Regions from separate parts of the Mus musculus genome. Here all the other regions are linked to region 3. A link is a contact called in public ChIA-PET and promoter capture Hi-C data. All regions are on one chromosome and are shown on one strand. Each heading gives the region's core, a stretch centred on a gene start, on an enhancer-like site or on the middle of the called end of the contact. The rest is flanking DNA. Distances are from core to core; before and after follow the strand shown.

Region 1 (3,842 bases), core at 506-3,005, 510 kb before region 3:
TGCAACTTTCCAAGGCTCACAGATCCTCACACCCTAATCAGTGTTTTGGCTGAGGGACTTTATCAGCAAATGTTTACCAATTTTTATCAAGTGAATTTATAAATATCCTACTGAACTGGGAACTCCTAGCAAACAGATTATGTCTTGTGATGTTTCTGGGAAAAAAAGAAAAAACTGAATACTTTTTACTCTTCAAAGAAACTAAAAACATTGACAAAACAGCATGATGTACCCACCTTAATCCCAGCACAGAGGAGGCAGAGGCAGTGGGATCTCTGTGAGTTGAGGCCTGTCTATAGAGAAAGTTTAAAGACAGGACTAAATAATTTTGAGAGAGCCTGACTCAAAGGGGGGAAAAAAAGATTTAGGCTGGGCACTATAGTGCAAGCTCATCATAATCCTAACAGTTAGGAGCCTGAGGATCTCAAATTCAGTTAGTGCACACTACATGGCAAGATTTCCTTCTCAAAACACAAAACACTGGGTAGGGTTGTGGGCTCAGTAGTAAAATACATGCTCATCTTGTTCAAACTGCACCGCCAAAAAAAACTTTCTTAATAATTATGTATTAAATGACATTTATAATAACTATTATAAACTGAAGCACTATACCAGAAATAGGAACGCACAAAACCTTCTACATGACTAGACTGTTTAAGGCCAGTATGACCACTTAAACAAAACCATTTCTAATCTCTAATCCACTTCTGAAAAAATCACAGGATGTCTATGCATAACTAAGATCTTCAGTGCTGTTATCTCGCCTGTGGAATGTTCGTGGATTTACTTCACGAGTCTCTTAATATTCTCACTTTATAGGTAGTAAAACACTCAAGGATTTAGAAAGGACTGGAGAGCAAGCGCTCTCCCTCAACTGGACAGTATATGATATTTCTGTCTTTCGGGAACACTCCCTTCTCTAGTTGAGTTTGCGGTGCCCACAATTGAACACAGGCCACAACTGGTCCTTCAGAACCAATTTAAACGGCATGACACAAGACAGTCCTTGTGCAAGCAGTGTGCAAGGCGGTCCAGGCAGTTCTTACAGAGCAATTAAGTCACCTGGAGCTCTGTGCTTTGGTGGTGACAGGTGACCTCCTGGGCCAGACCAACCGGCTACATCTACGACTGAGTCCTCCCAGTCTTGCACTCAGAACCACAGGTCACTCATCAAGTCCCCACAGGGATTCTAAGGGATCTTGCCACCGAGGGGAGCCACTGAAGGCTGGCCAACAAGGCCGCCACGCCCCGGGCTCCTCCGGGACCTCAGGTAGGCTCATGTGCTGCGCTGCTGCACTAACTTCGACCCCGGAGTCACCTCAAGAGCATTCGTGACGCTGGGAGGGGCTATGCCCCACGGGAACACCAGAGGACTCTTGGGGATGGAGCTCAAAGCCGTCTAGAGCGCGACGTCCGCGGTTTCGGGCTCATTTGACGCTCAAGGCCCGCTCGGTGGCCCCTCTCCGACCCCCAGTCTCCCGCTCGCTCGCTCGCCCGCCTCAGCCCGCTTCCGGCCACCCCCCGCCCGACGTCCCCTCAGGCTGAGGACGAGTCGCGGGGGGACAGCGGAGCAGAGCTTCGAAGAAGGCCGCCGCCATGCAAGGACCCGGGAGGGGAGGACGGGGCACAGAGCGGACCACTCACCGTCAGTGGCTCCGCAGGTCAGTCAGTCTCCGCGTCTGCGACTCTCTCTGTACCTTCGCAGCCGAGAGGGCGAGCGCCAGGACGGTAGGACGTGCGCACGCAGCGAGGGGCGGAGTCACCAGGCCACGCCCCCAGGCGCACGGCAGCTAGCGGGAGGCTCTTGGGCGAGCCGACACTGCCTTCTGAGAAAGCTTCGGGAGTGGGGAGTAGTAATGTTAACCGGAGAGGAAGGAAGCGTGTCAGCCAAAGCCAACTGCTTGTTGATCGAGAGTGGGGGCTCAAGCCTGGAATCCCAGCACTCGGTGGGGGACAGGGGTGGGGTTGAGGCTGGAGAATTCAAGAGCAACCTGGAGAATTCAAGAGCAACCTGGGCTACAGTGTGAGCATTTGTCAGTGCTCAAACAAAAACACAAAAGGGTTGGGAATGTAACTTGTTGGGGAAGAATTAATAGATTCTTTTTGGGGGGGCGGGGTGTTTCGAGACAGGGTTTCTCTGTATAGCCCTGGCTGTCCTGGAACTCACTCTGTAGACCAGGCTGGCCTCGAACTTAGAAATTCGCCTGCCTCTGCCTCCCAAGTGCTGGGGTTATTAAATGCATGCACCACCACTCACTGCCCAGCACTTAATTACTTTTTTAACTATTAAAGTTTTGGTTTGGTTTTGTGCTGGAGATGGAATTCTAGATTTTGAGTAAGCTCTCTTACTGAGTTATGCTGAGGGACATTTCTGTGCACTCTGTATTCTGTCTGATTCCTGTACCCAGAGGTCCAGCTCCAGTCTCGACTTTAGTATGACTCAGTATTTTATAAAATATTATTCTCTATCACCTCCTGATTGGTTAAATAAAGAGCTTAATAGCCTATGGCTGGGCAGGAGAGGATATGGCAGGACTTCTGAGGCCAGAGACAGAGAGAGCATCTCAGGTGGGAGAGAAGGGAGACAGGAATCCGAACAGGAATGAAGGAGGAGGAGCCAGAGCAAGCCTGAGAAGGCAGGAAAGGTCCACATGGCTGGGAAGTAGGCCAGCATACTTGGTTAGAATAGCTTAGAGTCTGCCTGGCTCTGCGCCTCACCTTTATAATAAATATAAAGGTCTCCGTGTCATTAAGCAAGGAGGACATAGAAAAGTTCCTTACTTTTGCAGAGTTATGTCTCCCCAACCCAACAAATGTTCTCTTTCTACCTCTCTATTATTCAGGTGCACGATGCACCCACAAGCTAGGAAGATTTCCACACTAGAAGCTTTAACCAAATTTGCAGAATCTTTTCCTACTCAACACTATTCACAAAAAAAACAACAAGTTCTGGAAGCAGCCTAGATAATCTAATTGATGACCAAAGTATGAAGGCAGTTTCTGCATGAGCAGGACCAGGGTGTTGGATTTTATTGGGACAGAGTTACAAGAAAGTAGTTTATGTAAGCTCTCCTCAGAGCCTTCTTTTCTGTGTTGTTGTTGTTGTTGTTGTTGTTGTTGTTGAAAGAGGACACACTACTAGGGATTGAATCCAGGATCTCCAGCATGCTAGACAAGAACTCTCCACTGTGCTATATTATCAGAGCTTTTCATGGTGAACATTTCCAAAAACCAGAGTACCACCTCTTTTCTTACCTAATTTATTCATTGCTAGATCTGTCCTGGCACCAATGGGTGTCCTAATATCATAACGATTTAAGGTCCTTCAGTCCCTATGGCTTCCTTTTGTTTTGTTTTTCTAGACAGGATCTCAATATGTAGCTCTGGCTGTCCTGAAACTCTGCAGACCAGGCTGGCCTCAAACTCAGAAGTCTGCCTGCCTCTGCCAAGTGCTGGGATTAAAGGCATGCGCCACCACTGCCAGCTCAGTAGGGCTTTTTAACAAAGTAGAGGCAGTCAGGTGTTCTCCTGGGGGTAGGTGTGATCATTAGGGCACTTGATGGGTGCCAGTTGGAAGCAAGATAGATTAAAGAGACCCATCTCTTATTGAGGCACTATACAGGTGTTGGACTCTGGTAAAGTCAATGGCTGTTAAAACCACTGTTAGTGATTTTAACACTAACACTTAGCTAAAGGCAAGCACTCCTTCTAATGTTTGTGGTTCTAAAAGTAAGCAAAGATGTTCAGGACGGTCCAGTGTGACTCTTCATTTGATGGCTGCCTTAGACTCTTTCTTGCTGCCTACCTGTCTTTAAGGAAAGGACTGTCATCCAAATGGCTGT
Region 2 (3,449 bases), core at 732-3,231, 580 kb before region 3:
ACAAATTCAGACAACAGAGGACGGAAGGCACAAGAAGCATGAAGTACAGAATTAAAACCTAAACTTGTGGAGCTAGAGAACTGGCTCAGGAATTGCTGCTCTTCCAGCGGTCCTGAGTTCAATTCCCAGCAACCACATGATGGCTAACAACCATCTGTAATGTGATCTAATGCTCTCTTCTGGCATGCAGGTGTACATGCAGATAGAGAACTTATACATAAAATAAATGAAAAAACAAAAACAAAAAACTCTGAGCTTGTTCTTGATTGAAGGACTCAAAGGGGAAGTGCTTTTATTTCTTTAATGTTACACTGATGATTACTGGTAATTCCAAGTTAATCATTAACGGGTATAATTCACACAAAGGACATCAAATCTAGTTTTACTTAGAAACACTAGATGGCACTTCAACTCTACCCTTAGGGCCATTTTAAACAACAAAACCACTAACACTATACATGCAATATTTTGTTAACAGGTTGCTCTTAATTAACCTCAGTTAACAATGCACAGGATCCATATGTCCATGAATAAACGTGAAAATACAAGTATTGATTTTGGAATAATATGTTACTGGTCAGATGAAATGTGCAGTACAAAACCCGTGACCAATGAAACTCAGTTGTAGTTCTAATGCTTAAAACTCCTCAAATTGTGATGTCTCCCTGCCTGTAATCCCAGCACTTGACAGACTGAGCGGTAGGAGGATGGTTGTGAGCCTGAAAGACTCAGAGGAACACCCTGCCTAAACATACAAAAGGATCCGTGAGATGGCTCATGGGTCTTTGCCATTTTGGAAGACCTGAGTGAGAACCAAAGCCCACATGCTGGAAGGAGGCCTGACTCCTGAAAGTTGCCCTTTGACATACATGCGTGCCTCACACACACACAAATACAAAAGAAAAAGAAGAGAGCTTTAGTTTCCATGTGCAATAAATCCAAACTTCATTGATGACCTTGGTGCTGTCTTCCAGTCTTCACCTTGCTGGCCAAAGTGCCTTTCAAAAGTTCATCTATACCAGTCTTCTTTCTTTTCTTTCTTTTTTTTTTTGTTTTTGTTTTTTTTTGTTGTTGTTGTTGTTTGTTTTTTGGAGACAGAGTTCTCTGTATAGCCCTGGCTGTCCTGGAACTCACTCTGTAGACCAGGCTGGCCTCGAACTAAGAAACCTGCCTGCCTCTGCCTCCCGAGGGCTGGGATTAAAGGCGTGCGCCACGACTGCCAGTCTCTTTCTTTACTTCACACCTCATCCCAACATAGCCTTTCCTACCTTCCCTACTCAGAGGCAACACTCTAATTCTGTTGGGACATCCTGTTGCTTTCCTTTGAGATGCTGGTCATTTTGTGGCTTATTTGTGTATTGTCTGTCAGAGTGGAATCTGTGTGAGGGCAGGGACAGCTGGTGTGGTTCACAGCTTCATGAAAGCCCAGGCAGCTTAGGGCAAGGGTGGTAGCTCTCCCTCAACTCTTGGGGTGCGCAGCACGCCTGGCTGGCTGGCCTGAGGGAGCGCTAGCACCACCATCTTTCTTTCGAGCCTTTCCCCCCCCCATCATAAAGGCCTGGGGAACTACCACTCGTTCGTCTCCCACCCGCAACGGGCCTCCACTGACGTCATCCAAGCTCATTGCGTGAGGCGCGAAGCCCCGCCCTAAGGCGAGAGGCCAGGAGGTTGGGCCTTTCTCCACAGCCTTGCGGTTCCCTCTGGACAGCTACGGGGCTGAGGCAGCCTTTCCTGCGGCAGCGCTTGGCCGGTGAGGGGCTGGAACTGACGGTGAGTCACCTCTGAGACTTCCAAGCGGCTTCCGAAGGGACCCCTCTCACACGCCGAGGCGGGGGCTAGGCTTCGAAACCCTCCGCCCGCGTGACCTAGCCCGCCGAGCTCCGCCCTCACCCGCCGCGCGGTGGGTGCCGGGAGCTGTAGGCTCCCGCCTCAGGGAATGCTGCGGGTGCGCCGAAAGACTACAAATTCCAGGGTCCTCTCGGTGCGGGGGCGGTGAGTGCTGCGAGTCCTCTGGTAGAGGGGCTCCTCGGAGCAGCGGGCCGGACCACTGCAGATCTCTGTCCCTCTGGCCTCAGGCTTCTGGATTTCGAGGTAAACGGGCCTGGGTTGTCGTGGTGGAGTCCGTTCCCTCCGAAACGCCACGCAAAATCAGGGCAGTTGATTTCGGCGTGGCTGCAGCTGCGGGGCTGCGAGGGCTAGCATTCCAGGGCCCCGAGCGAACTGGGCCTGCAGACAGGGGATATCAGCCAGAGAAGGGCCAGCCCACTCGGGTGATTATCACGCCTTTCTACTTTTCTGTAAGCGACGGCTGTACGAGCCATTTTCCTCGGGGTATGGAGGGTTGAGGAACGGCGATCGGTCGGGGAGGATCCCTGAGGTAAGCCTCAGAGACCCGCGGGTGACCTTGGCGGTCCTGGAGGAGGCCGTCTCGCCCTCTTTCCCCCGCCGGTTTGCAGGTCTAGACTTGGCTCTACGTGGCGCTCCGGCAGGACGTTAGGAAGGCGAGGGGCTGGCGAAGCCCCAAGCCATCCAGGACCTTGGAGAAGGTGGGTCTCCTGGGACCTCTCAACAGGTGTCAAGGAAGATGGAGTGATCAGGATAGGATCCTCTGTATCAGAAAGACCTGGACTTTCCCCATTCCCCAGGATCTGATTTGAGTATTTATGGGGTAAGGCCCAGAAATCTGCATTTAGTAAGCTCTCCAGAAATTCTCATGCACACTTGGAACTGAGAATCTGTGTCTTGGGAGTAAGGATCAGGGACTTTGGGGAGAGGGCATGCAGTAGTTTTTATATCAGTTTTGTAGTGTACTCCAAACAGGGCATTTTCTGGGCAAATAGGACTGCTCTTTCTGGTCCTTAGCTTGTTGGTGCTGACCAGAGTTGGGTGGGAAGAAAGAGGTGAACATGTCTGCTCTTCTTGCTCTCTGCTCATAATAAGAAAGATATTTTTGGTCACTCACTATCTCAAAGACCTCCTCTACCTTGACATTAGTTAGGAAAAATTCAAAGCATACAAAAACCGTTGAACTTTACAGTGCACACCTATGGACTACCACCTAGAATGTACAATTAATATCTTTATTGGGTACTTATCCTTCAGTCTTTTATTTTCATGCCAAAGTACATGCAGATAATAGTATATTTCCATTCCTAGTAAAGCTTACATATTATTAACTAGACTTAGAAATCTTGTTGCTTATTGATTTTTTTTTTCCCCTTGGCTATTTGAAAATCAGTCTGCCTCCCAGTCCTGACGATCCAAAGGGTTTTGGAGGGTTTCTATAGGATGTGTTTTTAGAACCAGGAAAGACCTTTACATGGATGTTGAGAAGGTAGCTGACCAGAAGAAAGAGGGAATGTGTAAAGAACACTTCAGGGGACAAAACTGTTTTGAGAGAGAGAAAATGGAATGTGTCCCAGAGGCCTGGTTGTCCCAGCAGATTATGC
Region 3 (3,858 bases), core at 1,307-3,806:
CTGCTGAATATTCTGGTTGTGATTTTCCATGCTTGTTACTTTAACTTCTCAATTAGAGCACACAGAGACTTCTTTATGGTTTTTCCCAGGGAATTAATATAGTGGCAATACTCTGAAGAGTCTTAAGAACAATATTTGATGAATAAAAACATAAATGATCTGAACAATGTATTAATATTGTGCCCTTGAATTTTGCCCATAAGTTATCTCTGAGGCCCTAAAGTGTTAGAGGGACTTCCTGGAGCAACTGAGATTTGGACCATGTTTTGGAGATTGAATTATTGTGCTAGTGACAGGTGTTTTCAGGACTGTGAATAGCATTGACATAAGTATAAAATATTTCAGATGATGAGAGCAACTTGGTGAATGTAGGATGCTGGTGGGGAGAGAGTGATGGACAGAAGGGAGAGATGAAACAGGTGTGGGAAGCACAAGTTTTGAACAGTTAAGATAAATGTGCATCACTCAATCCTGGCCCAACCACTGTTATATGCATGTGTCTGTCTATTTTATATATGTTCTTAGTGTTTTTCTTGTTCTTTGTATAGGAGCCATTTGTTGCAGGTAGGCCTGCGCCTAGTCCCTTCATGCTATACTAGTGATGTCAAAGTGGTGCCTGCAGTTTACACAAGGTCCTCCGGTCTGTGTGCAGATGGGGAAACTGAGGCGGGAAGGGGCAAAGCAACTTTCTCTAAGATCACCAAGGGAGATCCCCCCCCCAAAAGGTAGTTTTGTGGCTGTGTGCTGAACAACATGAAACACAAGAAAAGTTTATGTAAGAAGTTGCCTCAGTCAAAGGACAGCAGGCACCATGATGGACAACACAGCAGGTGGCTGCGGTGTAAGGTGGAGGAGCTCATTCTTCAGGTAAAGAATGTGGGGGAGACTAGCTGCATCGTGGGTGGATGGGGAGGGAAGGAGGGGTCTGACTCACAGGTTTCTCGCTTAGGAAATAGGGGTGCTGCTGATACCTGGAAGATAAGGACTTCCGAGTCAAGCTGGCAGGTTTTGAGAGAGTGTTAACAGAGATGGGAAAACTTTAGTTTTTGAGGAGGTGTGTGGCACACCCAAGTGAGAGGGTCTCCCTGTGATCCTACATTTTTCTGGGTACCTGCCAAAGCCAGGGTGGTTGTCCGAAGTAAGGAGTACCCTTAGGAGATCGAAGCCCTTGGTCTTGGTACCTGGGCCCATCTCAGATCCAGGAGGTAGAGCTGACAGCCTCTCCCTTCAGGTGACAGCGTTGGACATTGGACCTGGCCCTATCGTTTTTGGGCTTGGGAGTGGGCGCTCAAGAGCCTTGCGGTGCCCTTGCAAACTTGGGAAGCACAAGGAAGGGGTGGACTCTCGGCCTGTCATTTTCTCCCTCAGTGATCTTAGAGAAAGTTGCTTTGCCCCTTCCTGCCTCAGTTTCCCCATCTGCACACAGACCCGAGGACCCTCTGTAACCTGCAGGCGCCACTTCGCCATTACTAGCATAGGGCGCGGGGAAGAGGCGCAGGTTGCGGTGGCGTCTTCTTAGTCCGATGTCACCCTGGAGGCTCGCAAGCAAGGAGCTGCGAAGAGCCAGAGCTGCCGGGGCGGGGCGGGACCGGACGGGCTGGGCCCGGATCAGCGCTGACTCCGAGCCTGGCGGGGGGGGGGGTCTAGGCTCGAGCCCAGGGCGCCCTCCCCGCGCGTGCCGCGTTACTGACAGCGTCAGAACAAAAGTGGCCGTCTGCTCTGCGCACTTGGCGTCCCGCAGGCCGGGCCTAGCACCGCAGCCCGTCGCCTCACGCATCGCCGCCGTGCCTTCGACCCTTCCACCCGAGCGCGCTCGGCTCTTTCCGCCGCGGCCGGCGCAGGTGGAGGGGCGGGGCGGGGGCCGTGCGTGGTGACGCCGCGGGGGGGGTGACGTACAAGCGTGCCCCGCCCCCTCCCCCTCCCCGTTCAGGCTCTGGAAAGAGAAGAAAAAAAACTTTCTTTTTTTTTTTAATTGAGGAATCAACAGCCGCCATCTTGTCGCGGATCCGACCGGGGCTTCGAGCGCGATCTACTCGGCCCCGCCGGTCCCGGGCCCCACAACCGCCCGCGCACCCCGCTCCGCCTGGCCGGCCCGCTCCGCCCGGCCCTCGGCGCCCGCCCCGGCGGCCCCGCTCGCCTCTCGTCTCGGCCTCCCGGAGCCCGGCGGCGGCGGCGGCGGCGGCGGCGGCACGGGGTGGGGGGGCCGCGGCGCGGCGGCGGCCCCGCTCGGCGCATTGTTTTTCCTCACGGCGGCGGCGGGCCGCGGGCGGGCGGCGGAGCCCAAAGCCCCCCGGTCGTCCGGCCGCGGGCGAATTCATTAAGTGGGGCGCGCGGGGGGGGGGGGTGGCGGCGAGGCGGCGGCGGTACCACCATGTTCCCGGGCGCCGCCTGAGCCGCGGGGCCGGGCGCCGTCGCTGCCAGCCGGGCCCGCGGAGGCGGCCGGGCCGCTTGGGTGCCCGGGCCGCGGAGTGTCGCGCTCGGGAGGCGGGCAGGGGATGAGGGGGCCGCGGCCGGCGGCGGCGGCGGCCGGGGGCGGGCGGTGAGCGCTGCGGGGCGCTGTTGCTGAGGCTGAGATTTGGCCGCCGCCTCCCCCACCCGGCCTGCGCCCTCCGCGGCCCGGCCCGCGCTCCTGCGCTCGCTCCTCGCTGGCTCGCCTGCTCGCAGCCGCCGGCCCGACCCCCGTCCGGGCCGCGTCGCGCCGCCCGCGCTCAGGGCTGTTTCCGCGAGCAGGTGAAGATGGCCGAGAACTTGCTGGACGGACCGCCCAACCCCAAACGAGCCAAACTCAGCTCGCCCGGCTTCTCCGCGAATGACAACACAGGTGAGGCTGGGTCTAGGCTCGCTGTCAGAGTTCGGGGCAGGGAGGGGGTTGAGGGTCGCAGTGGCCAGAGACTCTGTCCCGGGCCTTGGGATGCGCTTCCCTGGTCGGGAGGAAAAGTGAAGCGGGGGCGCGGTCTAGTGTCCGCACGCGTGGCCGGCCGGGATGACAGCGGAGGGGACCTTGGAGGTTTGGAGTAAGAGAATGCGACCAGAGGCAATGAGGGCTTTCAGGATCGGACCCCCCACTCTAGGCGGTGCAGTCGCGGACACAGCTGCTGCCTTCTTAGTTGCGACGAGTTGCGACGGAGAAGTTTCTTGGAATGTGTTGCTTGGGAAAACGCTTAGTGGTTATTTAGAAAGTCTTGATTTTTTTTTTTTTTTGATCACCTAGTATTTTTTTTTCTCCAAAACCCCAAACCTCATGTGCGAGTTGTCATCAAAGTTGCTGTGGTGTCTTTCATTTACATACGTAACCTTAAAAAGAAGCTAGCAGGCTTTTAAAAGTCCATTTGGGCTCCAGTCTGCCTTTGAGGTTGGAATGGTTTTACACTGGAGATGAAAAATTAAAAAATTAAGGACTTTGAATCTTTCAGGGAAAGAGAAAAGCAAGATAATCTTAAATCTTTTCCCCAACTCACAAAATAGCTTCCGTGCAAACTTTCTTAGGTGATCGGATCGGGTACCCAAGACTTCCCTGTTCATTCAGTAATTCAGAGTACTTCTGGACAGCTCTGATAACCTTGCCAATTATTCGTATTTCCCCTTTTAAGCTCTCCTTCGAAATATAAACTCGTATGCTGCTGTGAACAATGCCGGCTCAGCGCAGCTAGCACTTTTCCAGTACGTACTTGTAGCGGCATCTGAAAATCAGTTTCTGATGAATGGGTCCAAATCAAATTACATTGCTGCCTGCAGATTGGCGCTAGATACAGATGTTCAAGTTGTGGAACTCTGTGACTTTATACAAGTGTATTTAAAAATATTTCTGCTTTTGAAACAAAACTTAGATTTCACGGCTTCAGTTTGAAGTGCTCCTGA

Evidence for each region. Promoter capture Hi-C pulls out the DNA fragments that hold promoters and counts their contacts. ChIA-PET counts read pairs in DNA pulled down with a chosen protein or histone mark.
Region 1: a contact with region 3 is called in a promoter capture Hi-C map of pre-B cells, with 6 times the contacts expected there. The contact joins the promoter of Hmox2 here to the promoter of Crebbp in region 3. A contact is called at or near these places in 2 of 39 promoter capture datasets (liver and pre-B cells), 1 of 484 Hi-C or Micro-C datasets (embryonic stem cells) and 2 of 115 datasets of contacts at active chromatin or transcription factors (embryonic stem cells and pancreatic cancer cells).
Region 2: a contact with region 3 is called in an RNA polymerase II ChIA-PET map of memory CD8 T cells, with 30 read pairs. The contact joins the promoter of Cdip1 here to the promoter of Crebbp in region 3. A contact is called at or near these places in 5 of 39 promoter capture datasets (the 3T3-L1 cell line, cranial neural crest, liver and 1 more), 1 of 484 Hi-C or Micro-C datasets (cardiomyocytes) and 3 of 115 datasets of contacts at active chromatin or transcription factors (memory CD8 T cells, pancreatic cancer cells and thymic regulatory T cells).

Annotation. Positions count from the first base shown.
Region 1 is chr16:4,724,274-4,728,115 of GRCm38.p6, reverse strand. It overlaps Hmox2 (heme oxygenase 2), which reads right to left and starts at 1,755. Exons shown (of 6, transcript NM_001136066.2): 1 at 1,645-1,755.
Region 2 is chr16:4,788,473-4,791,921 of GRCm38.p6, reverse strand. Cdip1 (cell death inducing Trp53 target 1) reads left to right here and starts at 1,981. Exons shown (of 6, transcript NM_025670.5): 1 at 1,981-2,091.
Region 3 is chr16:4,212,102-4,215,959 of GRCm38.p6, reverse strand. It overlaps Crebbp (CREB binding protein), which reads left to right and starts at 2,556. Exons shown (of 31, transcript NM_001025432.1): 1 at 2,556-2,821. The coding sequence starts at 2,737.